2 separate regions of the Anser cygnoides genome follow, and region 1 is linked to region 2. Evidence: chromatin contacts called from public Hi-C data. All regions are on one chromosome and are shown on one strand. Each heading gives the region's core, a stretch centred on a gene start, on an enhancer-like site or on the middle of the called end of the contact. The rest is flanking DNA. Distances are from core to core; before and after follow the strand shown.

What was found. A called contact is a pair of places that touch in the nucleus more often than the background predicts.
Region 1: a Hi-C map of liver shows a contact between it and region 2, with 2.1 times the contacts expected there. The contact joins the promoter of PICK1 here to the promoter of JOSD1 in region 2. A contact is called at or near these places in 3 of 7 Hi-C or Micro-C datasets (granulosa cells and liver).

The regions. Positions count from the first base shown.
Region 1 is chr1:55,781,540-55,788,465 of Taihu_goose_T2T_genome, reverse strand. PICK1 (protein interacting with PRKCA 1) reads left to right here and starts at 4,438. Exons shown (of 13, transcript XM_066996400.1): 1 at 4,438-4,550; 2 at 4,874-4,965; 3 at 5,483-5,594; 4 at 6,082-6,210; 5 at 6,335-6,401. The coding sequence starts at 4,925.
Region 2 is chr1:55,582,269-55,589,232 of Taihu_goose_T2T_genome, reverse strand. It overlaps JOSD1 (Josephin domain containing 1), which reads right to left and starts at 4,362. Exons shown (of 4, transcript XM_066996284.1): 1 at 3,667-4,362. The coding sequence starts at 3,851. GTPBP1 (GTP binding protein 1) reads left to right here and starts at 4,841. Exons shown (of 12, transcript XM_048069834.2): 1 at 4,841-5,075. The coding sequence starts at 4,881.

The DNA.
Region 1 (6,926 bases), core at 3,189-5,688, 200 kb before region 2:
GATGAGGTGATGCTGCTCTCGCCTGCACAGCAGGACCAGGGAGGATGACAGCAGTGGCAGACAGGACTTGTGAAATGCCAGGAAGTCCATTCTTTTCTTTCTTTCTTTCTTTCATTTTTTTTTTCCTTCCTGGCGCTCTGAAAGTTATTACACGGATTGATAAACAGCCAGAAATGATGCCGAGCAACCCAGACTCTGCTTCCTCCTCCCTGCCCCGAGTGGAGAAGCTGCCTCCCTCCCACGCATGAGCAAGAAGGACTGGGGCCACCCGGGGAAGGGCATGACGGGTAAGGCAGTGCCCCCGAAACAATTAAGCACTGTCCCAGGCACTGCACACCCCTGTCCCGGGAACAAAAGAGTCACACACGAGAGACCTGACTGTGAAGCCTCCATCCGCTTTCATCACTGACCCCCGGGGCAGCCGGGGCACAAGGTCAGCCCACTTAAACTCCAAACTCGGCCCGAAATAGAGCTGAGAAGTGGGCAAGGGTGGCCAAGTGCAGGGGTCCCCAACCATTTGAGGGGTTCTTTGACTGAGCCGTTTCATTTCATCAAAGGCACGTTTTTTTCTGGAAGGAAAATGGAGAGCGGCGGGTGTGAAGGGAGTAAGGGGGGCCAGGGGGTTCACCGTGAATTATGACCACTCTCAACAAGAGTCTTTTACATCGCGGAGGTGAGGAGAGGATGGGGTAATTGGGCATGTTAGACCCATGCATAATGAGGGCAAATCTCTGCCTGTTTCCCACCCTCCACCCTGCCACTGCTCATGAGTTGTGGTCCCCACACGCCCCATTGCTATTCCACTGCAGGCATCCACACCCCAAGGGTTCAACCCAAGCAACACAAGCTCTGGTAGCACCCCGTGAGATGGGCAGTCCTCCTAGGCTGTGCCGTAGCAAGTTATCATGCCCCTGGTTTGGAAAGACTGATAGTTGCCTTCTAAATTAAAAAGGATCGGCTAAGCCAGAGCCCACCTTTCCACCTGCAGGGTCTCAGAAACCCCGTTACACTTTACACTGCTGTTTTTTCAGGTTGCAAGTATTGCATTTCCATGGCTAATGCTTTGATCTAACTAACAGCTGGACCTTCTGGGGGATTAGCACCAAGCAGCATATTAGTGGTGGGTAACAAGAGACGCACCTGAGACCTATCTCCTTGACTAGGAGAGGAACTTTGTGGGGACAAATTTAAGGGGGAACGAAATGTGCTTGGAGTATGTGGAAACGCAATGCATCCACCATGCATTAATGTCCATATCATCAGGCTGCTGCCCTCTGGATAAGCTTCTGATAATCCTAAATTCAGGAAACTCTAGACAATCAAACATCCACCAGGGAAGGAAGGAAGGAAGGAAGGAAGGAAGGAAGGAAGGAAGGAAGGAAGGAAAAGATTTTATTAAAATAAAATGAATCAAGGCACAAAAATATTGTTTTCATCTCCAAAATGTGGAATTTTGACACCGGAATTAAGCCAGCCTATACTCCAAAGGACAGCAATATTGTGCTCTTTTGAAATGGTATAGGGCAAGAACTCAGAGCTTGTTGAACCTGTGGGGAGGGATATTTCCAGCTTGCCAGTGGACTGAAGATGCATTTCATCCCAGGAGGTCCTGAGAGTTTGAACATGGCAGTGATAAGATGTACAGGCTGGGAAATGAGCGGTTAGGTCACAACTAGCCATGTTCTCAATGCTTCTCACCCCTTCCTCTCTGAGTTGGTAGCCCCAGTTAATATAATCCCCATACTTATCCCCTGAATGTTTCCCCAAAACAGAAAACACGCTTGAGGGACAGCGAATGGGGAGGACGTTAGCTCAGCGTTAGTCATGTTGACTCTAAGCTGAGAACAGTAGCAGAAGAGCAGCCAGACCCACGAGACACAGCACAGCCCCAGTGCAGAGAAATAAGTCTGAGTGCCAAGAAGCCAACTAGTCATGCAACGTGTGATCTGCTTGCAGACTCCTCATTACACGTGATGAGAGATGAGCAGAAGAGAGTTTGATTCTCAGAGCCTGGGCTGACTTTGCCGGGTTGTCTGTTTAGAGGAGGGAAAATGTCTGTACTTGCAAACTGAGCCCTCTTGATCCAAACCACATTGGTAGACATTAAGGGCCTATCTTTTCGAGATAAAAATGCATTTCAAATTTTTGATGCTACAATTAATCAGAGCCATTCTTGAGAATGAACAGCTTCCTGGGACTTTTTTACAGATCACGCGGCCTTTTTTGCTTGTTTTAGATTATCATTTTCATTACTTTTCCCCTCAGGACGAGGCAATCTGCTGGGTTTCTAATATTGAAACAGCCATGGCTTTGAGGCGCATGTAGTTTCCTTCTCCATCCCATACACAGTGCTTCCAGTCGACCCTGGACACATTGGAGAGAGTGCACACAAAAGGCAGGGTCAGTCAGCACGCGCATAAAAAGGCTGGCACTTCAGGGACATACCGAAGGACATATACAATACACACACATCAGTGGAGCAGCACAAAAGCAGTGCTCGTCAAACCTACGGATTTTGGCCTTGTATCTGTCAGCAGGTCTTTTTTTTCCCCTTTTTTCTTTTTTTCTTCTCTTTTTTTTCTTTTTCTTTCTTTCTTTTCTTTTTTTTTCTTTTTTTCTTTTTCCTTTTTCTTTTCAGGAGGTGACAGAAAAGGAGAAATTCACTGCCTGTTCTTCCCCTTGCAGGCCCAGCAGCAGCCCCAGCAGAAATTCAGTATCCATTTAACCAGCTTTTTGCCCAGCCACAAGCAAGGCTCGGAGAAATCCCCTTGGGCACAGACAAATGATTTGCATTATTCAGGTATTATCCTAGGTGGGGGGTAAGCTTTTTTTTTTAAATTATTTTATTTTTTTGCCACCCTTGTAGTAAAACAGGAGAAATAGCACTGCAGACTTTGCATGCCTGCGCCCAGGCCCCCTTCCTGCAGCCGTTCTCTGCAGTGCCCACACGGCGGAGCTCCTGCCTTAGGGATGAAGCCCAGCTGGGTGGCCTGGTGTCACCTCCCTGGGACAGCAAAACCCGTGTTCGCAAAGCAGGAGCCAGCAAAGGAACAGGGTGAGACTCCCAGGTCCCCAACCCATGGCATACAGCGGTCCTGCCATCACGGCGTGGCACTGACAGCAGGCCTGGCTTATGCCTCTGGTGTTGATCCGCTGGGTGACATTTGCTTAATAACCTGTCGGCCGTGTGAGCTGCCAGCTCCGGGAAGGGTTAAGCAGGGTTTTTCCCCTGTGTTCTGCAGTACCTGGCTGGCCAGAGGCTGCACTTCAGCAGAGGCTGCAAGGTAACTCTGTCATAAGCGTGTCAGCCACCAGCTGTCAACAGCAAAGTTATACATTCTGAAAACGACTGAAAGACAGATTTAAAATATATATTATGTATATATATATAATAAATACAAATGCATTTTAAAGTAAGTTGCAGGATTTCTCTCTCAGCATCTCAGAATCTGCCTAGTTAAATTTTCACCTTCCCTAGGGGTGGATATTCCACCGTCCCTCTGGGCTGCTGTGCCCACCCTCACTGTGATTATTTTTCTACTTTTATCTAACCAGAATTTCTATGCTGTGACTTGTGACTGTTGCCCCTTGTCTTTTGCTGTGCAAAAGCCCTGAGAAGAGCCCAGTCCTGTCTTCCCCGTGTCATCCTCAGCCACAGTAAGGTGCCCTTGCACCGCTGAGCCCCGGTGAGCTCCTCAGGTGCAGAGGCCAGGGCCTGGCTCATCGCTGCGAGCCCTTCACCGGTGTAAAACTGTCAGTGTCGGGGCTCGGGACGTCAGGCTGCAACCTTCAGACAGCTCCCTGGGCTCAGGATGCCAGCCTGCTCTTTGCAGACAGCTCCCACCCGAAGGACCGTTCTCACTGAGCTCCCCTTCATAAACTAATCACCTCTTAGATCCAGGACTTCAAACTGATTATTAACAACACGCTTTTGCTCTTGTACTCCAGCACTCTGGGAGGCTCCAGTTGGTGTTTCAACGTACATAGCCCCTAGGTTTATGGTGCTGCACACTGCGAACACTAAATACCCTCTCAGACAGCAAGAGGTCATTGTCATCAGCTAGTCCTTTTTCCTGGTCATGAAGGAGTTTAGAGTTCAAAGTTTATTTATTTTTCTATTTTATTTTTAGTTTAGTTTAGTTTAGTTTTTTTTGTCTTGTTTTATTTTTTGTTTTGTTTTGTGCTTTTTGCTGGTGTTTTGTTTTGTTGGTGTTTTGTTGGTGTTTTGTTGTTATTTTATTTTATTTTATTTTATTTTATTTTATTTTATTTTATTTTATTTTATTTTATTTTATTTTATTTTATTTTATTTTATTTTATTTTTTTATTTATTTTATCAGCGCCCCGAACCGGCGGCGGGCAGGCAGCCGCCATCACCTCGCCACTCTCAAGATGGCGGCGCGCCCTCGCCTCTCCGTCCCCATAGCAACGGGGCGGAGGGGAGGGGGAGGGGGGGAGCCGGGCGCTTCCGGGCCGGCCCGGCGGTGACGTGTCGGCCGGCGGGCAGCGGCGGGCGGCAGCGGGGGCCGCGCGCAGGACGGCCACTTCCGGTGAGCGGCGGGACCCCCCCCCCCCCCCCCCCGCTTCCCGCGCTGGGCCTCCGCGGTTGCCATGGCAACGCTTTCTGCGTGGGAGGGGCTGGGGGGGGAGCGACCCCTTGGGCCTGGGCCCAAATGGGGCGAGGGGGGGGGAGGGGATGGAGGCACCTGTGGGAGGATGGGGGCACCTGGTGAGGGTTTTGCCTTCTGTATGTGGACGGGGAGCGAATTTTGGGGGGAAAAATGAGGGGAGGGGGCTGCTGGGGGTCTCGGGGAATTGGAGTGACCCGCAGGTGTCGCGGGCTGACGGGGTCTGCGCTGTCCTCTCCTCACAGGGAGCTCCCCACAAGTGGTTTCGGGTGAACAGGCTCCGTCTGGGCGTCGCGATGTTTGCGGATCTGGACTATGATATCGAGGAGGACAAGCTGTGAGTGTCGTGCTTCGCCTGCCCTGCTTCTGGCTGGCAGCAGAAACAGCCTCAGCCTCCTTATTAGCGGCCTTGGACAGAGGAGAAGGGGTTTGTAATGGGGGAAGGGTGTCGAGAGCCAGGAAGAAGTGGAGATAAAACTCGGGAACTGCTGGATCTGTAAGGAGGACGGTGGGCTTCTCTGAACAAGTGAAAAGTTTTGTGAGATTAGCTGTGAGCTTGGCATGGAGCATTGGTCTTGCATCTCATTTATATGGCATGTGTTTGCCCCTTACTAGCAACGGATGAAGTTGTTTCTCCTACAACTGCTCCTTGCACACAGTCTCAAAAACAATAGCCCGGAGCGTCTTTCTGCTGGCCTGGGCTGATAGACTCTATGGCAGAGATAACGTCATTAATTCAAATCTACAACTCCCATTATATTTTCAGTTCATATTGATTCAGGTACCGCAGTCATTTTTACAGATACAGCTCTGCCTGCCATGATTGGTTTTCTCTTCCTTCTTTCTCGTTCTAGCGGGATCCCCACTGTACCTGGGACGGTGACCCTGAAGAAGGACTCCCAGAACCTGATTGGGATCAGCATTGGGGGTGGAGCACAGTACTGCCCCTGTCTCTATATCGTCCAGGTAGGTGCTTAGGAAGACATAATAAACTGTCTTCCTGAAAGAGTGTTGGCCTGAGAGATGGAAACCATGGAGAGCCATGTGCTAAGTGTTTTTCTCAAAGCGAGAGAAATCTTCTCACTTTGCAGTAAATACGATTTCCTTACCCTAGTACCTAATAGGTGTTGAAGAATTAAATTAAGACTTCTGAAATTATCCTCCTCCTTGGAGAGCATGCTAGAATTACAAGGGAATAGCGTTGACACGTAGCATCAACAAATCCTACGCATGAAGAAGCACATCCTGAAGACAAGAAGTTCCTGAGAGAACAAGGCGACCATCCCACCTCAGAATTAGAAGAGAAAAAGCGAGGCTTCACCATGAGCAGTACTAAATACAAATGAGTCAAATAGGAGGAATATAATTGTCAGTTTTTTGTCCTTCAGCCCTGCATTTTCCTTTCTAAACCTCCTGATTCCAGACCACCTGTGTTCTTTTTCCTCTCCACTAGGTATTCGATAACACTCCAGCAGCCTTAGATGGAACCGTAGCAGCGGGCGATGAAATCACAGGAGTGAACGGCAAGTCCGTCAAGGGGAAGACCAAGGTGGAGGTGGCCAAGATGATACAGATGGTAAAGGTGAGAGGTAGGAGGGGGCCACTGGAGCGTCTGGGTCACAGTTGACGGTTTATTGGTCACTGCTGAAGGAAAGCTACTGCTGCTTGCTTCCAGCACAGCAGTTTTGATTTTGTTCTGCCTGCAGGGAGAAGTGACAATTCACTACAACAAACTTCAGGCCGACCCAAAGCAGGGGAAGTCTTTGGATATTGGTAAGACTCACTGGCATCTTTCTCCCTAGAGTGTTTAAAGTGGCATAGAGGAGTGAAAGATTGGTCCTAGCTAAAACTGGAGTAAAATTCTGTTTCCATTCTTACTGTTAACTCAGCCGTTTTCAAATGGAAACTGTCAAAGATAATTAGAGGTTTAAAAAAAAATCCTTCCCTGCCTTCTTGAAATAGTCTTGATAATTAAATTGGGGCTTCACTGTTGCTGCAGCTGGCTTGCTTTTCTGCACTGTATTTAGCATGGATGATGAAACTCAATTACATAGTCATTTAATCTATTTATTTTTAATACATGTAAATTTTGCTGACCTACTGTGATTTTTCCAAACGTATACGCAGAAATGTGTGTTGTAAAACACTGGTTGCAGTTCCTCAGCTTGTAGAACAGTGACAAAATACCTATCTACACTGAGTTTTGTACAGCCATATATTTTATAGGAGAAAGGGGAGGCTTTATTACTAAAACAAAGTATAAGTTTTGGACTAAGCCTATGCAGCTGTCTCCTTTGT
Region 2 (6,964 bases), core at 3,113-5,612:
GCTCATCTTGCTGCAAACAAATATTTAAGCTTTAATAAGCTCGCCAAGACATCACTTGCATTACTGCAGTATCTAAAAATCCAGAATCACAGTCCATCATGTTATTATGCAAAAAGATAAGACAGCATTTGCTGTCTACAAACACAGATAACGGATGCAAGTCATAAAAGATGAAGACATGTACCAAAAAAAAAAATATGCCAGAGTCACTTTCACGATTTTATGGTTTTTTCCCCCCAAGAGACATTGTAAGGAGGGAAAAGGATGAGGTAGTGAGTTACTCTGAGGAGGACAAACGGGTTTCAGCTGCTGGAGGAAGAAGCACAGGGGGAAACTGGGAGCCCCTAATAGCGAAGTCAGACAATGCCGAAGAAGAAAGTCAAGCCCGAGCCCGGCTCTGTTGTGATGGGTTGCTCTTTCGAGTGGTGAGGACTCCGTTAGTGCTGGCACAAGGCTCAGATGTTTCACATCACCCAGCTACCTACGTTTCTCCCACCTCTCCTTCACGTCAGCTCCGTCCCCCGGTGCTCCTGATGCTCCTGCACACCCTTTGCTCGGCCTTCAGCACGGTGCAAGTCCCGCAGGCACCGCTCCTCCCGCAAGAACACCTCAGCCCCTCTGCATTCAGGTACAGGGCAGGGCGTTTCAGACCAGCCAAGGCTAGGAAAGCTACGGACAGATAACCTTCTGCATCAGCTGCGTCTTCTTGTGGCGCAGCCGACTGCAGCAGAACAGCCTGGGAAGGCCGCTGTGTTATCTACAGTGGGGAGAAGAGCCTGGAACAGTGTGGGAACCCCAAAATCTGTCAGTACCTGCCGCTGGGCACTTCTGAGCGAGGCCGTGGCGTTTGCAGAAAATCAGAGTTGCCAGTCTCCAACTCTCTGCTGTGCTTTATAATTTTATAATCACAGAGATGCTGCTGCAGCTCATCACAGCCCCGCCAGCATCACCACAAAGCAAGATCACTCAGCTACAACTAATTCCTCAGGAACACTGCTTCAACCTATTAGCTCTCATGAGCGCTGGCAAGCCAGGAAAGCCTCCCAATTAACAGGGCTTGGCTAGCACAAGCACCCCCTTGTGGCACAGTTTCCCAGAGACAAGCTTACTTGAGGGCTGAAAGAACGCATTTATCTTTGTCCTTTCCTGCAACTTTCAGAGCTCCAGAAGTGAGATGAAAAAAAAAAATAGTAGAGGTAACACACTAAGAAGCGTTACCCACGAGCAAACTTTCATCAAGAATTATCCCAACACACTTCTACTCACTTGCACCTAAATAATGTCCACAGTCATCAGCTGAAGGATTCTGAAGCTGAAAGAACAAAGTTGCCTTCTCCCACTTCAATAATAATAAAACTATTTATCTGGAGACTAATCTGAGGAAGACTGACACAGAATTCCAAGTACCAACCCTTCCAAGCTTTCTAAGTCACAAACCTTCGTCACCATGTTGTCTTAACGGAACAGGCTCAAACTCCAACACGAAGTTGTCTTTCCTAACCAGATCTCAACAAACAGACTCAGGTGAAGCAAAGCGATTTTGTTTGCATCTCCATGCAATGTTTGGAACGAACAATCTCACTTCCTGGAACAAAAGCCAGAGAAACATCAAAAAGAGAGTTCTTGTACTAGAGAAGAGAGGGAGGGCTACAGAGTCAGAGGGGAGCTTGTAGCAAGCTCTGACATACACTTGAGATAATGATAATAATCAGAGGACACTGGCCTCGAGCAGTGGAGTGCAACAAAAGGGAAATCAATGATTAAGCAATGCAGTTCAATTATTCTTCAAGGGATGTGGTCAGCGCTACAGAAAGCTTAAGCTTATTTGTGATTTCACTACCTTGTCAACACCGGGCTTAAAAAAGAAAACAGAAATTGTATCCAGCAACATTTCTGTAGTGTATTAAAAATACTCATTGGTCCTTTGTCGTATTCGTTAACGCACAGACTATGACGAGACACAGGCAAGAGAGATGGAGAAGCACTGTATAAAGGCAGCTAAGACCATGCTACTTAAAGGCGAGTTGAAGACACAAGTAGTAACCCAACGCAGATGCAAAGGTGGTGGCAATTCTTGTGCCTATTTTATAGCTCATCCGTTTCTGACAGGGATTTCCACGGCTATTCCATAGTTCTGTGGGGTTGAGTCAACTGTGTATCTTGATCTGATTGCTAACATGGAACAAAACCAGGCTGGAATGAGAGACAAATTCTCCCTTCTAGGGCAAGTGGTCTCACCAGAGGAGCATCTCAACCCTTTTCTGAGAAGTTTCAGGCAATGCACTAATTCTCTTTCACTAAGCCCAATGAAAACCAACTAATTTGATCACCACCTCTATCACATGGGCTGCCTTGGTGTGCTTCAGGCCAACAGGAATCCATCTGTGATTAAGATCCTGACAATCGCTGCTCTGGAACAAAACCACAGAGTCTTCCTGCTGGACAAAGAGCGCCTTTACACCGCTGTGGGTCAGCTCCTCTGTGAATAGGAATATTATTTACTACACCGTCACAAACAGCATTTCCATCTGGTATCTGCGGCTGCCCATCACCACAACTCTTTCACCAAAGAAAGGAAGGCATGTACTCGATGAGTCAAGCCCCGGTTCCACAAGTGTGCTCGTTTTTGGGACGGCAGCACCATGCGAGCAGCTCCCTGCGACTGCTTTGTCCAACAGGACCCGCACAACTGCTGTCACGGAGCATGATTTCCTCCATGTCGCTAGCGCAATGTGCTGTCGGTTGCTGGTAACGGGTATCCAAGCATAACCTGTGCTGTTATAACAATTATAAGAGCTGCAGATTGAGCATCAGGGGAGACTCCATTTCCTCTTTGATTCCTTAGCTTTTCAGCAGTGAAAAGTCATCAGGGTTTTCAAAGGCATGCTCAGGACGATTTCCACTAAGTGTTGGAACAATGTAAATAAAACATGGAGCAAAATATGTGCTATTGTACAGGGCACGTTCATCATCCACATTTATCCCAGTAAAACTCAAAAATGTTTTTATTAATTATCTGAAGCTGCCAGGAAACGCTTAGCAATGCTGCAGAAAACATGGATCTAGCTTCGGAAATTAAATCCAGTTTGACAGAGCGCACAGGATCTCACGGCACGGAAGAAAATCCACAGCACCTGACGAACTTCATTTAACTGCTTGAGTAAGTCCCTCAGTTGGCAAAACTTCTGATTTCCAATAACTCAGAAGTTTCGCAGTGTGAAATTGGGAAGTTTTTATGGTGACCCCTTTGTCACTCCTGCCACTTTCGCTCTCTCAAGCCCACCCCCAAATCTGTTATTAACATGAAGGTAACGCACTGACACAAGGCAGGGACAAAGATACGGAAGACTGGTAGAAGATGCATTAAGGTAGGTGTGGGAGAAGAGCGTGCAGTAAAGCACATGACAGCACCTGCAATAAAGCTCTCAGACCCAAATTTGGCAGCCGGAATAGTTTGAGAAGAAAGAAAAAAAAAAGATAGAGGATTTCTAGATGGAGAGAAGGGGGGAAATAGGAAGGAGGGGTGTTTAAAAAGCTATATTCGGTTCAAAGCAGTGGCATACTCTGAACACCTTTGCTCTGTTTCTCACCCAAAACAAGACCTGAGGATCCCTCCAAGCAGTGGAGGAGAAGGGGAAGCTAAGGGCAGCGCAGGGAGCATCCTACCTCTGAAAAATCTCCTGCAGGGTTTCCCTAGTGAAGGCGTTGCTGTCCTGGAAGACATTGTTGAGGGCATGGAGGGCACACAGCTCCCTGCGCTGCTTCTCGTGGTAAATATGCGGCGGCGGCGGCTGGGGCGGCTCCGCTGATTCCGACTTGGCCTTGTCACCTTTCCATGGCACGCAACTCATCTTCTCGCCGGGCGGGCGGCGAGGAACGAAGGGGCCTCGAGTCTCTTCCCCCGGAGCGCCGGCAGCAGCCCGCTGCCCCCTTATTCCGGCGGCTGGCCCCTTCCGCTTCACCTTACCCCGCGACCCCCGCCTTTATACCCCACAGAACCGCCCCCCTCCGCCCATACCCCGTTAAGACGCGGCGCGTCCCCTCCCGCCCCCCGAGGCCCAGCAGCCCCGTCGCTGTGTAACCCCTCGCAGGCGAACCCCTCAGCCCCGGGGCGGCGGCGGCAGCTGGGCACACCGCTCCTTCTCTTCCATCGCCCGCCGCGCCGCTGCCAGGCCGCCCGCAGCAGGCCCCGAAGGGGGAGCACGGCGGCACGGCGGGCGGAGGCTCCTGAGGGCGCCGAGGGGGGGGCGGGGGGGCCGTCAGGGGCGGCTCAGCCGCGGCCCTGCATCGCCCCTCAGGAAGGGGCCGTTAGGGCCGTTAGGGCCGGCAGCGGGATAGGGGGGACGAAGCTGCCGCTCGGCCCCAACCTCCCCTCCCCACTGCGCATGCGCGCCGCGCCTCAGGCGCTTGTACAGCCCCCACAGACCCCCGGCGCGCGCCTTCGCTATTCCATTGGTCGGCGCGACTGTCTGTGAAAAAGTTCCTCTTTCTTATTGGTTACTCCAGGAGAGCGCCCGCCCACCAAGGTGGGCGCTGCCCATCTGTGGTGGCCGCTTAGTCCCACCCCTTCGTCCGAGCTTTCCCGCTCGATTGGCTCCGAGTGCTGCTCGTCAAGACGCCCGGCCCTCCCATTGGGCGCGAAGCCCCCGACACGTCGCGCGCGCCCCGCCGCCTGTGTACACACCGCAAACACCCCGAGCCGCCAGCGCCTCTCCCATTGGCCCCGCGCTCCGCGGGGGCCTGCCCCTCCGCCCCGCCCTCGCAGCCCCGCCCCCGTCTCCACGGTTACATGCTAATCGCCCCCCTTTCCCCCGCCTCCCATTGGCCGGCTCCCCCGGGGGGGCGGGGCCGGCGGAAGGCGGAGGGCAGGGGCAGGCAAGATGGCGGCGGCGGAGCGGAGCCGCTCCCCGCTGGGGGGCTCCCCGGTGCCGGCCTGCATGTTCGCCCCGGAGCCCGGCTCCCCGGGCGGGGGGCCCCGCCTGGCGGCCGCCGCGCTGCCCCGCCGCGCCTCCTCCTTCGACGCCGAGGACGGCGAAGGGCTCAACGGCGAGCCCGACGTCGACCTCACCAGTAAGGTAGGCCCCGGCGGGGGGCGGCTGCCCCGCCTCGCCCCCCCCCCTTTCAGGGCCGGGCTCGGGGCTGGTCGCGGGGTGAGGAGAGCGGGGGGGGCTCGGCCCGGCCCCGCGGGGGGCCCGGCAGCCGGTCCTGCTCCCGCTTCCATCTTGCAGCGAGGGTGGTGGTCATAACACCCGCCTCGCGCAGGCTGCCGTGGTGCCCCTCGAGCTGCCAGCCCTTCCCGCTGAGGGGCCGGCGCGTCCCACAGCCGTGCCCGGCTCTGAAGCCCGGTGACAGCTCGGTTGGGTCCTCCTGTGCTTACGCCCTCCAAAACTAGCTGGAGTTCCCTTGTGTTTTTCCGCCGCCCCTCCTCTATCCGCTTCCATTCCAAAGCCCTGGGTTTCCTTGCCCTCAGAAGCGAATGAATTGTAGCGTGTGGATCTAGGTACCTTTCTCTTTGAGGGCATGACCCAGCGCGGTGCCGTATTAAACGTTACGAAGATGTCTTACAAGGAAGTGAAGCGCAAAAGTCACAACCTGTTGAGCCGCCTGCGCGTGTCTTAATGAGCTGGACAAGATTTCAGTACAGGATGCCAGTACCCACCTGTGCTTTGTCTTCGATGTGGCTGATGCGGAAGAGCACACAGGAGGACGCTGAGGACTGTCACTGATCCTTGACAGCCAGGAATCCGAGCACAGCTCTGACAAAGAGAGAAGAAAGTCTTTCTCCCACTACCTCCATTTGTATTGTCAGCCAGTCTTCCTTTCCTAAAAACCTGCAGGCATCGTGGAAGCAATTCGTAAGTGTATATATATATATATTTTTTATTATTATTTTTTTACCTTTATTACAGTTTACTTTTCCGTACAGCAGTGTATACACACTGTCTTTTCCCTAAGACTTTGATTTATCCCCATCTTGGATGAGAGCTAAGACTGAGCTCTGCCCCATCTCCCCAAGTTAGCCACCTGCTGTGTGCTCAGAACAGCAGCCCCACGTGCAGTAGCTAACTTGGTCTCTCCCCTTCCACCCCGCATTTTCTCCGTCTTCCCAGTTAATTGCTGCTTGCCACTTCCTGCTTAAAACAGGGACTCTCCCTGCTGTCAGTTTATATGCTAGCTTTCTGTCCAGGTCTGAGCCACCTCGCCACTGTGTTGCATGCTTTTCTCCCGGTCCTCCCGCTGACCCCAGCACATTCGTTGTAAGGTGTGCTCTGCTTAGAGAAGAACGTTTGGGATTCTGTTACCAAGCACGTAACACCTTGTCAGTCGATCAAGCGAGCAGTTCCATTCATCAGCGCAAATTCATTGCTTCTTGCTTGCTGATGGGCAGAGCAGAGTGGCACAGTCCGTCTTGTCACCTGGAGTAAGCTTAGCCCGCTGCAGCTGCCACCCATCTTAATCCCAAAGCTGACCAGAGGAAAGGTGGGAAAAGTGCTCTCCTCCCAGAGATCGGGGTGGGACTTTAAAGGTGGCATCTCAAACTTGTACGTTTTCATATTTTTCTGCTGTCATGAAAATAGAACAATAACTGGTTGTTGCTTTTTTTGCCCTGTAGGAATTCCAAAGTTCCTGGACCCGCAGGACTCCTCCAGTTAACTGCTCGATGCCTGGCAAAGTTGAAAGAACAGAAGTGAAAATTTTTGACTTGGTGAAAACCTCTAAAAAACGAGAATACGTAGTACAAGGAAAAGAAAAAAGAAGCATAGATGCCAAGATAGAGGGCCTCTCTCTGACAAGGGGTTTGCAAAGAACAGCCTCTGTCTATCTAGGAAGGTAGTTAAAGAGATCTTCAAAACAGCAAGTACAGTCTTGCAGTGACCTAGGAAACTGCAGAGCTGTCTGGGGGGCTGGGGACTGCAGAAGCAGCTATGAGGAATACTGAACAATGCTAGAAGGTGTGATCCGT